Regions from separate parts of the Danio rerio genome. Here regions 1 and 2 are each linked to region 3. A link is a contact called in public Micro-C data. All regions are on one chromosome and are shown on one strand. The core of a region is the stretch at or near the end of the contact, and the rest is flanking DNA. Distances in the headings are between cores, read along the strand shown.

Region 1 (4,879 bases), core at 1,624-4,123, 180 kb after region 3:
TTTAGGATACAGCATCAATTTACAAGAAAGCTAGTTGGATGGTATTTAAATGGTAAGAATACCATCGTATTAGCATTACACATTTAAAACAAAAACAAAGAGCTTCTGCTTAAGCTTGAAATTAAAGTTCAAATTATAGGGAGTTTTAAAAATATAGGTGGAATGGTAGGAATACCATAGTAGACATTTACTGCCAATGATTTTGAGCTCAAACTAAACCTCCAAACTAAAAAGAAAACAACATAAACCTCATTTTCTGGCTGAAACTTCAACTTAAGTTGTGTCAGAAAATGATTAGAATGATTTTACCATTTATTACCACTGTAAATGCCCCCAAATTATTACTTCTATCAATTTTCAACTGCTTAAAACTTACTACTAAGATTGCTTACTGTTTACATTAAGTAATTTACAGTACTAAAGGAATACAGTACTCATGACTATTATATTTGCATCAAGCTATTACTTTAGCAAATGCCAGTGATTTCTAACTCAAACTGACTCATGAAGCATCCATATTGGGTTAAATTTTAATTAAAAAATTGTTGGGATGGTAATTAAATAAGTGAATCCCGGTTTTCTGATTGCATATGTCTAAAAACACTTTGCTAATGATGTTCAAGAACTCAAGATAAGCTTTTAGGAGATTCAACAGCGCCTGCATACATTTAAGATAAAGCATCAACTTACAAGAAAGCTAGTTGGATGGGATTTAAATGGTAACAATACCATGGTATTAGCATTGCGAACTTAAAACAAAAACAAGCTTCTACTTAAACTAGAAATAAAAGTTATTATAGGGTAAATTATAGGGTGTTTTAAAAATAGGTGAAATGCTTGGAATACTATAGTAAAACTAAAACATTTACTGCAATTGATCTCAAACTCAAACTAAACCTCCATACTAAAAAAACAACAACATAAACCTCATTTTTTAGCTGAAACTTCAACTTTAGTCGTGTGCAAAAACTATTAGAATGATGTTACCACTGTAAATAACCACAAATCATTATTTATCTCAATTTTTAAACTGCTTAAAATTTACTACTAAGACCTTTTACATTTAAAGTAGTGTAAATAAATGGTGTTAAAACATTGTGATAACATCTTTAAAAAAACCTTCACTGCGAGTAATATTAAAACTAAAAGTACGCTTTAAATGTAGAATTAAACTGGCTAATTCACATACTATTTCACAAGAACATGGTATTTTCATAGTAAACATAACAACAAAAAAAATTTGCATTGCATTTCAACTCAAACCAAACTTTTGAGAGGCTTCAGACATCTGCTTAAATTTAAGATGAAACTTCAACTTACCAGGTGGTTTAAGAAAATCGGTGGGATATCTTGAGTACGGGGGTGGGGGGGATTCTGGAAGAGAAGAAAGAGAGAGAGAGAGGCCGTGAGTGGAGATGTGGGCTGATGATAAGGCCTGGCATTCTCTGGGAAAAGTGTTTGTGTAGTGCTGAGGGTTAGAGGCAGGACAGCTCTGATAAACACACGGCCGCCTGGCGCCAGACTCCACACACACACACACACACAAACACGCACACACACACAAACTAACTTCACTGAACACTGGGGCCTCCGGCGGGTTTCACATGAACAACCACAGACTGGAGGTCCAGCTGAAAAGTCTGTTGCATTTCTCCACATGGAAACACAACATTCATCACTCGGAGAATAATAATTTTAATCAGAACCAGCTGATTCCTGATGCTAATGGCTTGTTTGATTAAATAGTAAGGTAGATTAATAAAGCCTAAATGTGTCTAACATTGTTATATATGCTAAAATAACTTACATATGTTTTCTCCAAGTCAACAAACACACTCTTGATGTCTGTTTTAATATGTCTAACGCAAATATACTATCATCGTCATTCTATTTGAGCATTTTTAGTAAACAAGAAGTATGTCAGACACACTGGAGCCTGAAGTGCTGCATTCATGAGCCAACATTGATGTTTAGCAGGAAGCTTGAGGTTATTCTCACCTAGTAGATTTTACAATAACCTACATGTGTGTCATTATAATGCTACATAAGCACCATAAGAGCCTTTCACAATGGCCAGAACAGTTTGAGTTCAAATCCCCCAGTGTTCTCTGTTCTATACGGACCTGTAATTAGATACCACAGCTTATACGAACGTTATTACAATCCTACATAAGCACCAAAGCCAAAAGAAACCAAGATTTGTGTTCAAGAGACATATTTAGCACATTATCACAGTGTTATACATCAACATCAGTGGTGAATGTGAGCAGATTGATGTTCATACCGAGCTCGCAGAGTCTGCTCATATGATGCGGGTTGCAGCACACGAGCTCCGGGTTGATTTTCCCATAAGATTCACAGCACGAAAGTCTCTTTAATTCCGAGGAGTGCCGGAGGTCCGGCCACCGAAACACCTTGTAGAGCAGCAACGGCAGCGGGTACGACTGTTGACCCAGCCTGGCGTCCGCTTTCCCGGGCAGGAGGAGGCAGGGGCTCCGCGCTCCCCCCCGGGATTCAACCGCCTGTAAAAGCACCTCCAGCTGCTTCTCCTTGATCTTCTTCAGGATCGAGTATGTCAGCGCTTTTAGTTCGGCCTCGGTGCCGGGGTTCGGCTTACTGGCCAGGCAGCAGCCTGCGGTGCCGCCGCGCGTACCAGTGTCCGCGTCCCCCTCACCCTCCACGGGCGCGCGGCTCCTCCAGAGTCGCCGGACGAGCCCCGATCGTTTGGTCCTGAACATGCGGGACGACAAGAGGGTTCCCCGGCTACAAAACGGCCATTTTGTCCGCAAGTCATGAAGATCCGGAGGTCCGAATCCACAGGCGCAGAGCAGACGGCGGAGAAACGGCGAGCAGGAGAAGCGCACGCGATCTGTTTCATACGCCAGACTTTAATATTTCACCAAACCAACCGACGCGGAATCCAAAAAAACTGTGCGACTGTCTGGAAATGAAACGACCTCGAATCGCGGTCACACCGAGTGCGCAATCATCGATCCACAAGTTCGTTAATCCACAGCGACCATCCGCGATCTCACATTCGGGATTAATAACCGTTTTCTCGGTCTGGCATCAAATCTGCAGCACAAACCGACACGTTAAATCGTTAAATCCACATCAGACCCGCTGAGGAAAATCTGTCGCTCTCCTCGACGGCGATTCGGAAAAAAAACAGGTTTGCGTTTGAAATATCCACCACAAAAAAATCCGTGTCCCGGTGATCGGTAATGCGGGAAGTTTCCTAGTGCGAGACGCAGAAGAGTCGATGAAGAACTGAAGGACTGAGGAGGAGATGAAGATCAGACGCCTGTGTGTGTGTGTGTGTGTCCCTCTCTCTCCGCGTCTCCGTGTCTCTCATTGGCGCGCCGCAGGTCATGTGATTGTCTAGACACCCTGTCGCTTTAAAAAAAAGAAAGAACAGGCAGGAAAAAGTCATTGTGTTGCGCAAACATAAAACAAAGTAACATGTACCGTCAGACTGACACATCGGACACCGAGTTTATAAAGTCACAGATGGATTTAGAATCGTGTGTTTGTACTATTTGTACTGTAGTGCTATGAGGGACGAACTGTAGTTTCAAATGTGAACGCACACACACACACACACATACACACACAAACAGGCGCCAGGCGCACAGGTAAGTTCACATTAAGTATGACACACACACACACACACACACACAGACAGACAGACACACATAGAGACAGACAGAATCAACTCAACAAATGTTTATGAAGCAATCAAGACATGTTTACATGGAAAAATACTTTTCCATGAAGTCTGGAAATATTAAATGGTTTACACAAATGTAGTAAATACACAATATACAATTATGTTTATATATTTAATATTAAATTGGTATATAATTATTATTATTATTTTTATATACATATTTATTGATGTTATATATACGGAATTCTCAATATACTATGGATTGTTAAATTTTAAAATCAATTGGTTTGTTTACTATTATTATTATTACTATTATTATTATTACATTTATAATTACTATTATTATTATTTGTAGTATTATTATTATTTGTATTATTATTATAATTGTTACTATTACTATTATTAACATTATTACATTTAGTATTATTATTATTATTACAATTATTAATATCATTATTATTACCTTTATTTTTACAATTGTTATTATTACAATTATTATTACAATTATTATTATTATTACAAATATAATTAATATTAGTTATTATTATTATTATTATTATTACCATTTTATACATTTTATTTAAAAATTTCCAAATAGTATTATTGTTTTTTTATATTGTATACTATATTATTTTATTATTTATATTATTTTGCATTGTATTTGGATGACTATTATCATCATTTTTGTTGTTGTTGCTGTTCTACCAAATATTTATATTACATGAATATTTAAATTAATTTGTCTTATTAATTATTATTATTATTATTATTATCATCATGTTTGATTGTGTGAATGGATTTCCTCTATAAAAACTCACGAACTGCTGCCGCCTACCGGTTAGAAAAATTACACATTTTTAAAGTAGACACACACACACACACACACACACACACACACACACACACACAGACACACGCAGTTAGTATAATAAAAAAAAAAATTTTTGAGGTTGTGCAACGAGTTTTGGTGCATCAGATGAGTCACAGTTTACACACACACACACACAATACAAATGCAATCTCCAAACCACTCAAGAGCTTTCATCTGTTCATCAGTAGCTCGATCTTTTCAAAACACTCAATGCTTTCGCGGGGTTTTGGGGAATGAAGGGGGTCGCGCGCTCTGATCATTGACGGACACAAAGGCGCGCGGCGGGGGAGCGTGGGTCACAGGCGGCCGGCGCGCGCTCAACTGTTTTTATTATTATT
Region 2 (4,840 bases), core at 1,172-3,671, 250 kb before region 3:
ATCTAATTGTAACTAAGAAATTTTATAATGCATAGCTTTGTTTCCCTTTTTAGTATGTCAAGTAACTTAAGTGTAGTTCTTGTTGTTGTTGTTGTAGTAGTAGTAGTAGTAGTATTATTATTATTATTATTATAATATACTGACTGAGCTTGTTTCTTTCCAGAACTGAAGTATTCCCAAAAAGCAGAGTCTGACCACAACGCTGACAACCGTTCACACAAACACACAGACTCTTTCCTTTAACCGGACGAGACATGACCCATTTGTACAGAACAGCTGAATAGGGGAAGCAGCGTCACACTTCCACATTTTTATTTTAATTTTATTTTCCTTTTGTCCACATTTCCAGCAATGGAAGTGTTATTTTTACTGTACTTTTTGGTACCTTTTTTGAATAATGTTATTGTATGGTTGTATTTTACATGTCTACTGGATTTGCCACATTGAGGTTCGGGAGCTGCCAGAGCTTTTGAAATAAAACGATTTTGAGTAAATTTTTCTCAATGTTTCCAGATGTTTACTATGCTTTTTCTGCTTCCTGTTGTTGCATAGCGTAGGAGAGTCTTTTTAAAAAAAAAAAAAAACATCCAGTGAATGTCAGCGTTTTGGGTAATATCTAATAGTGACTGGAAGTGTCTGCTCTTTTGTTGGCTTTTCATTTTAATCCTGTTTCTTTTATTTTGTTTGACTTGCCTGCTGGGTTATGATGCTTCAGTTTGTCAATTTGGATTTATTTGCTAGTGACCAGCATTGTTGCTTACTGAAATCTCATTCCTATAGTGCTTTTTGGTAGAAAATAAATGATTTGTAAGTTTTTGGAAGTGTTCTTGTTTACTGGATAACAATAATGTTAACTTGTCATGGATAACATGTAATGTTAACAACTTTGATTGACACTTGCATTTTATTTATTTTAATGCAATGATTACATTTTTAAAACCTAAGCACCTATCCACTTGATGAAAGCCACGTAAATTCTTGTTTGCATCTATCTTATTTATTTATTTTTTTTAAATGGGACTTGATGATGAAATGCAGTAGATTATGCTTATTAATTATGCTAGTACAGAGTAGCTGCATAATTAAATCTTGCATTTTAATACAAACTCTTAAGAGTAAGATTTAAGGTGGGTCTGGTTCAGGTTGTAAACAGGTTTTTAAGCATCAAAACAAGTGCAATCCAGTATCAAATGAGGACTAAGACTAGTTACCTGTAGAAAATGCTAAAATCATTCACTATTAGAACAAATGTTATAGACAACACCTTTTTCTAGACTATTCACTGATCAGACTCCACTATAGGTTAATTGTCTAATGATTCTTGGAACCATTTTCTTTTTGCAAAAACAATGGCGTTATACAAAATGCATGACATTTAACCATGTTTAGATTTCATATGTAAAAAGAAAAAAAAATGTTAATGCATATAGCAAAAATTATTAGTATTTTTTTTCAGCAATTGCAAAATATGTTAGCTCTAGTTGTGAACATATTGTGTCATATGCCAGATTTCAGTGGCTCTTGGGCTGTGTAACGCCAATATTTGCACTTATTTGTCATTAATTGATATTTTCTTTAAAGTTACTGGAGACTGCACTGTGAATACATGCGTTTAGTATTTAGAGTATATTAATGCACTTTTGTAGATTTATTTTGAAAAAGAAAAACATCTTAGGACTAGGAGTAGTTTTGAGTGTTCACACTGAAGATTTCTGGGGGAAAACGTATATAACCCGAAAACTTGAGGTGCATACTTGCAGTAGGCTACATGAAAAAACAGTATTTGGACAAAAGTAGTAGTAACCTAATCGTGTAGACTCCAAGAAACTGCTCAAATATAAATTTTGCTTTTGTTTGAACATTAAGCACCAAAATACGACAAAGCAACACAATTCAGTATGAATCCTCTATTATATTTTACCTAACACGAATCGCTTCAGCGAATCGGTTCGTTTGAATTATGACTAAAGTTTACAGACGTATTTAGGCAAGGTTTTATGTGTTATTTAGTTTTTTGTGAATATATATAGATAAAAATAGATCGTTTCGGGTAAATAAAATACTTTTCCAACATGAATTTGCTTTTGTTTGAACGAAAAACGTCAGATCCCGACAAAACTGAATAATTCAGTTCCATTTAACTGCACAACTCGAATTCAGCGAATCAGTTCGTTTGAATTTCGACTAAATACATGTCACTGAAATATTTAGGGCAGGTTTTATGTGTTATTTATTGATTATTTGTATCAATATATGCATAAAAACGTATATTTTCGGTTACATTAAACCGCGCAACAGCATCGCCTTCTCTGAAAAGTATAATCAACCGATATCAATTCAATCAGCTCTTCTGAATTGTTTGGAGAACCGATTCTATGTAATGAATCAATTTGTGTGATTGGACTCACCTGTGTTGAGGTTAAAGTAAACACGCGGTCAGATAGCAAAACAAAAAAACGTAAATATTAAGGAAATATAAATCGACGCCACAACGTTTGAATAACGCAATGAAGACGTTCATTAAGGGTCCGATTAACTATCACTCGATTGATTTAGCATGCCTATTTACCCGAAACAAACCGAAGGACGTTACTCAGGTAAGATTTTATATGAGTGACTCGATAAATGTTATAACGTTAACATTTCAGCTGTGTGTGTATCTTTATACTGTAATGACAAATGTGGGAAAATGTGTTTAAAGTTAAAGGAATATATCATTTTGTTGTGTGTATTTTATGTTGTCGTCCAGAAGAGGTCGCTAGCTGGCAATAAAAGAGGGGGGAACAGTTAATAAAATGGACGACCTTAGTGATTGAATGAACAAGGTTGATGTCATTGGTAATACTTTACAAAAAGGTTAATGTTAGTTAATGCATTTACTTACACTAATAAACAATGAACAGTACATTTATTACAGTATTTGTTCATGTTAGTAACATTAGTAAATGACAATCCAGTTGTTCACTGCTAGTTCATGTTAACTCACGGTGCATTAACTAATGTTGACGAGCATAAATGTGGATGTTAATAATGCATTAGAGCAATTCCAGCGTTGTAGATGTAACATTTGCAGTAAAATCTCAAAACATAAACTGACAAAGGAAGCATATGTTAACAATATTAAAACATCTCTATATTTTTCAAAACAACTAGCCAGAGTTGTGGAAGCAGAAAAATATCAATCTGTATGAGGGAAATAAACATGCGTTACGGATGTGACAAAAAAGGTCTGCAAGTTTACAGTATACAAAATTCTTTGTAGAAATTCTGTGAATTAAACTGCACAACCCAAAAGAAACGATGCTAATCAAAAGGAGAAGAGTTGGATCACTGTAGAACAAACATGACAGATTTTATTTGATTTTTTTACATTTTTACATTTATGAGGAAAAAGTGTTGTTATAGATGTGACGGATGTGAAATTGCCACTTGTGTGACTTTGTCAGTGTTTTCAAAAAATTATGTTTGATTTTGCCAGAGACATTTTTCAGTATTTTTAAAGCACTGTAAAATACAAACTTACACAAAAATAGCAGAAACGGTTTTGCTATTTTGTTGAAATTATTTATTTATTTTCATGGCAAGGCTGAGACTTGCATGCAATTGCTCATTAGTAAATGTTAAACAATGATTAATACATGCTGTACAAGTATAGATCACTGTTAGTTCATGCTAGTAAATACATTAACTATGAAACCTTATTATAAAGTGTGGCCGTGACATTTTTAATTTGCCCCAACAAGCAGTCATTTAGAAAAACAAAAAACAGAGTTATTAATTTACGTTTTTGTATATCCTTTACCATGAAATATTTAGTTATTTTTAATTGTTTATATTTGTATTAATTTAGTATTTAATTACATGTTATATTAACAATATGATTTAATTACTTAAAAACATTTGTATTTAAATTAAGATCTGTATGACCAGGACATGTGCAATTTCTGTCATTAAAACTGTTAATTAATTGTCAAAAAATATATAAAAACGGTGAGAAAATCACCTTGGTGCTCATAAACCTTAATTAATAAAAAAAAATATAATAATAATAATAATAAAAACACAAACTAACAATGAAATGTGTCTTTATATCATCTAACGCTACTCTCAGAAATAAAGGTACGCGAGGGCGTCACAGGGTTACTGGGGCGGTACCTTTTCAAAAGAGCTCGAAATTAACCTTTTTTCTTGGTAGTACCGGCGCTCCTAACTTCAGAAATTTAGGCACACCAGACAAAATGTAGTCGCACCTACCAAAAAAAAAATTTATTTACATGAACAGATTCTATTATATATTAACACCCTAATCACAACTAACAAATAAACAAAAATCTGCATGCGCTCATCACCGGCCAGCTGCACGCATGCACTGCTTGATGTGAACGAGATGAAGGGAGTTAACAATATGCTGTATATCAGTCGCATGACTGACAGCATCGTGACTATTAAATGAAGGATTAAATAACGTTAGAACGTCTCGTGCTTAAAATGTGTAGATTCAGTGGCAAACACTGTTCCCAGAAAACTCCATACCACGTCCGGCTTTACAGTGAATCTTTTAGTCATTTTCATTGCAGATTTTAAACTCTGGAAGTCTTTTATCCACTCTTCGAAAAGTGTAAATGCTGGATTGACATTCATTACATGATCACTAATCAGACGTGTCATTATTTGTAACTTTAGGTGCTTTCTAAAACTACATCTCTCAGTGTTGTTCATTCTCTCGTATCGGAACTGAGTGATTGACAGCTGATTTTAACCAATCCATTCGCATTCTGTTCTAGCGTAGTAGGCCAATAAGAAGAGCTTGAAGGTGGGACAAGCATTGCAGGGTTTGTTT
Region 3 (4,314 bases), core at 1,778-4,277:
CAGAAGGTGGATTTTTCTGATGAATCATTCCATATAACAAACAATATGTGTGTAAGAGTTCTGTTTCATACATTAACATGACAGAGACCCTATAGGTACTCTAAATGTAAATTATTAAAGTTCTCTTACAGTTGCAAATTGGAGTAAAAGAAACATGGTAAATGCAGACAGAACCGTCTCATTCTGAAAAGTCGTTTTCCCTTTGGAGTTATAAGGTTCTATCTGGCAAGTCATTCATTGAAGGATTACTTTTCAAGAAATACAATCAAAAAAAAAATAATTTGGTGTTGTAACAATATGTTTATACTTGAGAAAGTTACATTTGTGCTTTCTATAACATTTATTTAATGCTTTAGGATGAATATTTTTACTTGTTCAAATTTAACATACAAGGCTGTGCTAAACATTTTATCCAGTGCAGATGTCAATTTTATGTAATTAACATGGTCATAGTTATTAAACTTTATGCTTTATATGAATTATTGAATTATATTTTTTCAAATTTATGCTATATTTATTAAATTATATGCTCCATGATAATGATATGCCCTTCAAGGCTTAATATTAAATTTGAAGACTTTAAAAGACAACAGACAATGAGCAAATGAGTTTAATAAACACTAGGGATGTAACGGTATTGTAAATACCGTCATACCGCAATATTAATTTTTTTTTTATAGGTAAAACTATAGGTCTTCTGAGAAAATTTGCTCAGGCGAATGAAGCGAACGGGAGGTAGCGAAAACTACAATTCCCACAGCCCATGCTTGACCATCATCCCTTGCGGTCTGTTGTCGCTACAGATCCAGTAATGCGGAAATGGAGTGTGCTGCTAGAAGCGGGGATGTAAAAGAGCCGGAAAACTCTAAAGCGGGTGTTGTCGCCGCGCGCGTACTGAATAGCGGTGTTGTCGCGCGAGTTCTTATCAGCTGTGTTGTCGCGTGCGTACTGAATAGCGGTGTTGTCGCGCGAGTTCTTATCAGCTGTGTTGTCGCGTGCGTACTGAATAGCGGTGTTGTCGCGCGAGTTCTTATCAGCTGTGTTGTCGCGCGCGTACTGAATAGCGGTGTTGTCGCGCGAGTTCTTATCAGCTGTGTTGTTGCGCGCGTACTGAATAGCGGTGTTGTCAGCACACTGTTCAGATTGATGCAGACATGAGACCTCTATCTCACTCATGGTTTGTCCTCTCAAGTGGGGGAAAGACAATGCACAACGTTACCCACTGCTGTCAACCTGGGCCAAGTCATATCTCTCTTGTCCCAGAAACCTCAGTCCCAAATGAGAGGGGTTTTTTTTTTTTCTGTTGCAGGGGACATTGTAAATGCCCAGAGATGCCAGCTTTTACCAGATTATAGTTATATGATCATTTTCCTTATAAAACCCATCTCTATCTAAGTGAGTGAGTGATTAAATGTTGAATGTGATGAGTTTTCAACAATACTAAATTGAAACTTTATTTTTTTTACATGGTTTAATATTTTTTTGTTATTAAAATTGAAGTTCCTGTTTCAAAGCTTACAGATAGATGGCTAATTTGTATGTCATTGACATTTTGGCACTTTTTTGGAGTATTTTCATAAGTTTAGTTTTTTCCTGTAAATGATTCAATAAATACCGTACCGTGCCATTCATACCGAGGTATTACCGTACCGTGAAATTCTGATACCGTTACATCCCTAATAAACACCGAAAAGTGATTCACCTCATATATATACACAAATAAAAATATTCCACATTTGATATATACATTTTTTCATATTCGTTTTCAACAGTGTCAAATTTAACATTTAATCTCAATGTCAAAAAATGCTTCTAAATCATCACATTTACACACATCTCAGTTGGTGTGGTGCGGCTTTATTTAGCCGACTCTGATTTTGTGTGATTTTTGTGTTGTTTTTTTCTGGTCATTCCTGCTGTCAATGGAGCAGTCCAGCAAAATGACAAAGAAAGCTGATCCTGATTGGTCCTCGTGCATGCATTAAAATGCTGATTGGCTCACAGAAAGTACCTTATTGAGCCAAGCTAGAGTTTTTGTTTTTTTTAAATAAAAAGTCTTAAAATGTAATCAACTTATAAAAAAACATCCCATAATGTAAGTAAGCTGTCATTTAATAAGAAAATGTCAATAACTCAATTTTGACAAAAATGTCAGATAGAACCTTATAATTCTAAAGTGACGATTTGTGCTGCCCATTACATTACAAACCACAGGAGAGGGTGAATTCTCCAGCAGGATAGCGCTCCTTCTCATACTTCAGCCTCCACATCAAAGCTCCTGAAAGCAAAGAAGGTCAAGGTGCTCCAGGATTGGCCAGCCTGATTACCAGACATGAACATTATTGAGCATATCTGTGATAAGATGGAGGAGGAGGCATTGAAGATGAACACAAAGAGTCTTGATGAACTCAGGGAGTCCTGCAGGAACGCTTTCTTTGCCATTCCAGATAACTTTATTAATCAGTGATGTGAGTCAGTGCAGAGATGTATGATGCAGTCCTCCAAGCTCATGATGGAGTCAGACACAATATTCATTCTGTCTCCACTGCAGCAGGACTTTATATTCTATACTGGACATTATTTCTGTTCAGTTTTTGACTGAGCAGAGTCAGACCTTACTGTAATATTAAAATCATTCTAAATCAAGGCCTGATCATATTTTATTGTGGTCAAATAAGCGTAATCTAGAGGCCTTTGCCTTTCATATAAGCCACTTCTGATACCAAATGATCAACTAAAAGTCATTATTTGCTGCTCCTAAAGCTCGGATATGTGACAAGACTTTTGTCAGGTAGTGTATATTATGCATGCATGTGTGTGTGTGTGTGTATGCATATGTGCGTGTATGCATGTATGTTTGTATGTATGTGTGTGCACTATATGTGTTTGTATATATGTGTGTGTGTGTGTATAGTGACTGAGCAAATGGAACAGCTCAGGCTACTCTGATTGGTCCAGAGAGAGCAGTGATGTCACTCCTCTCAGCCTCGAGTTACGCAGCACCAAAGCCAGACGTGTTACTCGGCAACCAAACCAAAACAAACACTGCAGACGCTCCAGAGGAACGTAGAACTCGTCTGGAAGCACACACTGATGTAAACACTGTGAACGGGACACCGGCTGACGTCACTTCATAGACTGTTAAAGAGATTGCGTTTTAGAATTTTCTTGGATTTGTTAGGGGTTAAAGAATCAAGCAGTTACTCCACAGCCACACTCTAAAAAATGTTGTTCAGACCAAACTAAAAAAATTAGTACAACAGTTTGCATCAATATATTCAAGTTACGGTTAAACGAAATGAAGTTCAGACAACAAACTTTATTATATTAGCCAAATGACCTTTTCCTTTTGAATCAGAGGCATTTTATGTAGAATAAACTCCAGTTTTTAGGTTGGGTACTCAAAAAATAACGTGTTTAACTATTTTTTAAAAATAAAATGTAAAATAAGTCCAGTGTTAGTGTTATGTATTTAATTACCAGTGTTGGGAAAGCTACTTGACAAATGTAGTGAGCTAAGCTATTAGCTACTCTACTTAAAATGTAGCTTAACTACACTAAAAGCTACTGTTACGAATTAAATTAAAAAGCCTTAATCAAAAAGAGATTTAACCAAAACGTAACAAAATAACAGGGATTAAAAATAAAATCCCTGGTGCCCCCGCACTCTCTCTCCCCAAAATATATACCAAAAACACAACCACTGAGAATTAACAAGAAAATATGATTTATTTACAGAAATAAGGAGCAAAAATAACATCAGGAGGGGTTCAGCCAAAATAAATGACAATAAACCAAGCTAACTAAATTAGATTAAACTTCCCTAGAAAACAAATAAAATAAAATACAGAAAACTTACCTCCCTACTAACAAACACAGGAGAAAACGAAAATAACAAAACCTCCCTGCATGCTCCAAGCCCGACAGGGAGACAGAAAACCAGGCTTTAATCGCTGGTTAAAAATGAACAAAAACACATCGGCATCTCGCATAATGCCACAAAGAGATAGAAGCAAACAGTCATTTGATCGCTAGTCTCCACTGAGCACAAACGGGGAATCAAGAGAGAGAGGGGAGCCATCGAACCCATGTTCTCTGCAGGTTTTTATAGCCGCCGCCAATCCAAGCGCCAATCATGATCCGTCCCAACGTAATCCGCTGCACCTGCGAATACTCAGAGCTAGAGAAAGAGAGAGAGAGAGAGAGAGAGAGAGAGAGAGAGGAACACCACACACAAGCCTACACTACACTACTCGTAACACTACTGTTACTGCATCTTAAAGGGCCATGACACCCCCTCGTTTCAGCAGGGTG

What was found. Hi-C and Micro-C count contacts between places; a contact is called where the count stands out from the background.
Region 1: a Micro-C map of caudal fin shows a contact between it and region 3, with 2.9 times the contacts expected there. The contact joins the promoter of smad7 here to the enhancer-like site in region 3. A contact is called at or near these places in 1 of 18 Hi-C or Micro-C datasets (caudal fin) and 2 of 4 datasets of contacts at active chromatin or transcription factors (caudal fin and embryo).
Region 2: a contact with region 3 is called in a Micro-C map of caudal fin, with 5 times the contacts expected there. The contact joins two enhancer-like sites. A contact is called at or near these places in 3 of 18 Hi-C or Micro-C datasets (caudal fin, hematopoietic stem cells and an unstated tissue).

The regions. Positions count from the first base shown.
Region 1 is chr21:4,206,185-4,211,063 of GRCz12tu, forward strand. smad7 (SMAD family member 7) reads right to left here and starts at 2,874. Exons shown (of 4, transcript NM_175082.3): 1 at 2,285-2,874; 2 at 1,321-1,374. The coding sequence starts at 2,738.
Region 2 is chr21:3,772,855-3,777,694 of GRCz12tu, forward strand. It overlaps hnrnpabb (heterogeneous nuclear ribonucleoprotein A/Bb), which reads left to right. Exons shown (of 9, transcript NM_213302.1): 9 at 164-815. Among named protein-coding and RNA genes, the nearest start is that of hnrnpabb, 8.8 kb to the left of the region's middle. Within about 2 kb of position 2,422, at least 5 of the 62 cell types and tissues checked have an H3K27ac peak or open chromatin away from gene starts, as enhancers often do.
Region 3 is chr21:4,021,339-4,025,652 of GRCz12tu, forward strand. The region is part of intron 7 of ctif (CBP80/20-dependent translation initiation factor); the gene reads left to right. Among named protein-coding and RNA genes, the nearest start is that of ctif, 58 kb to the left of the region's middle. Within about 2 kb of position 3,028, at least 41 of the 62 cell types and tissues checked have an H3K27ac peak or open chromatin away from gene starts, as enhancers often do. A contact at or near this core is called in caudal fin, where this site is marked.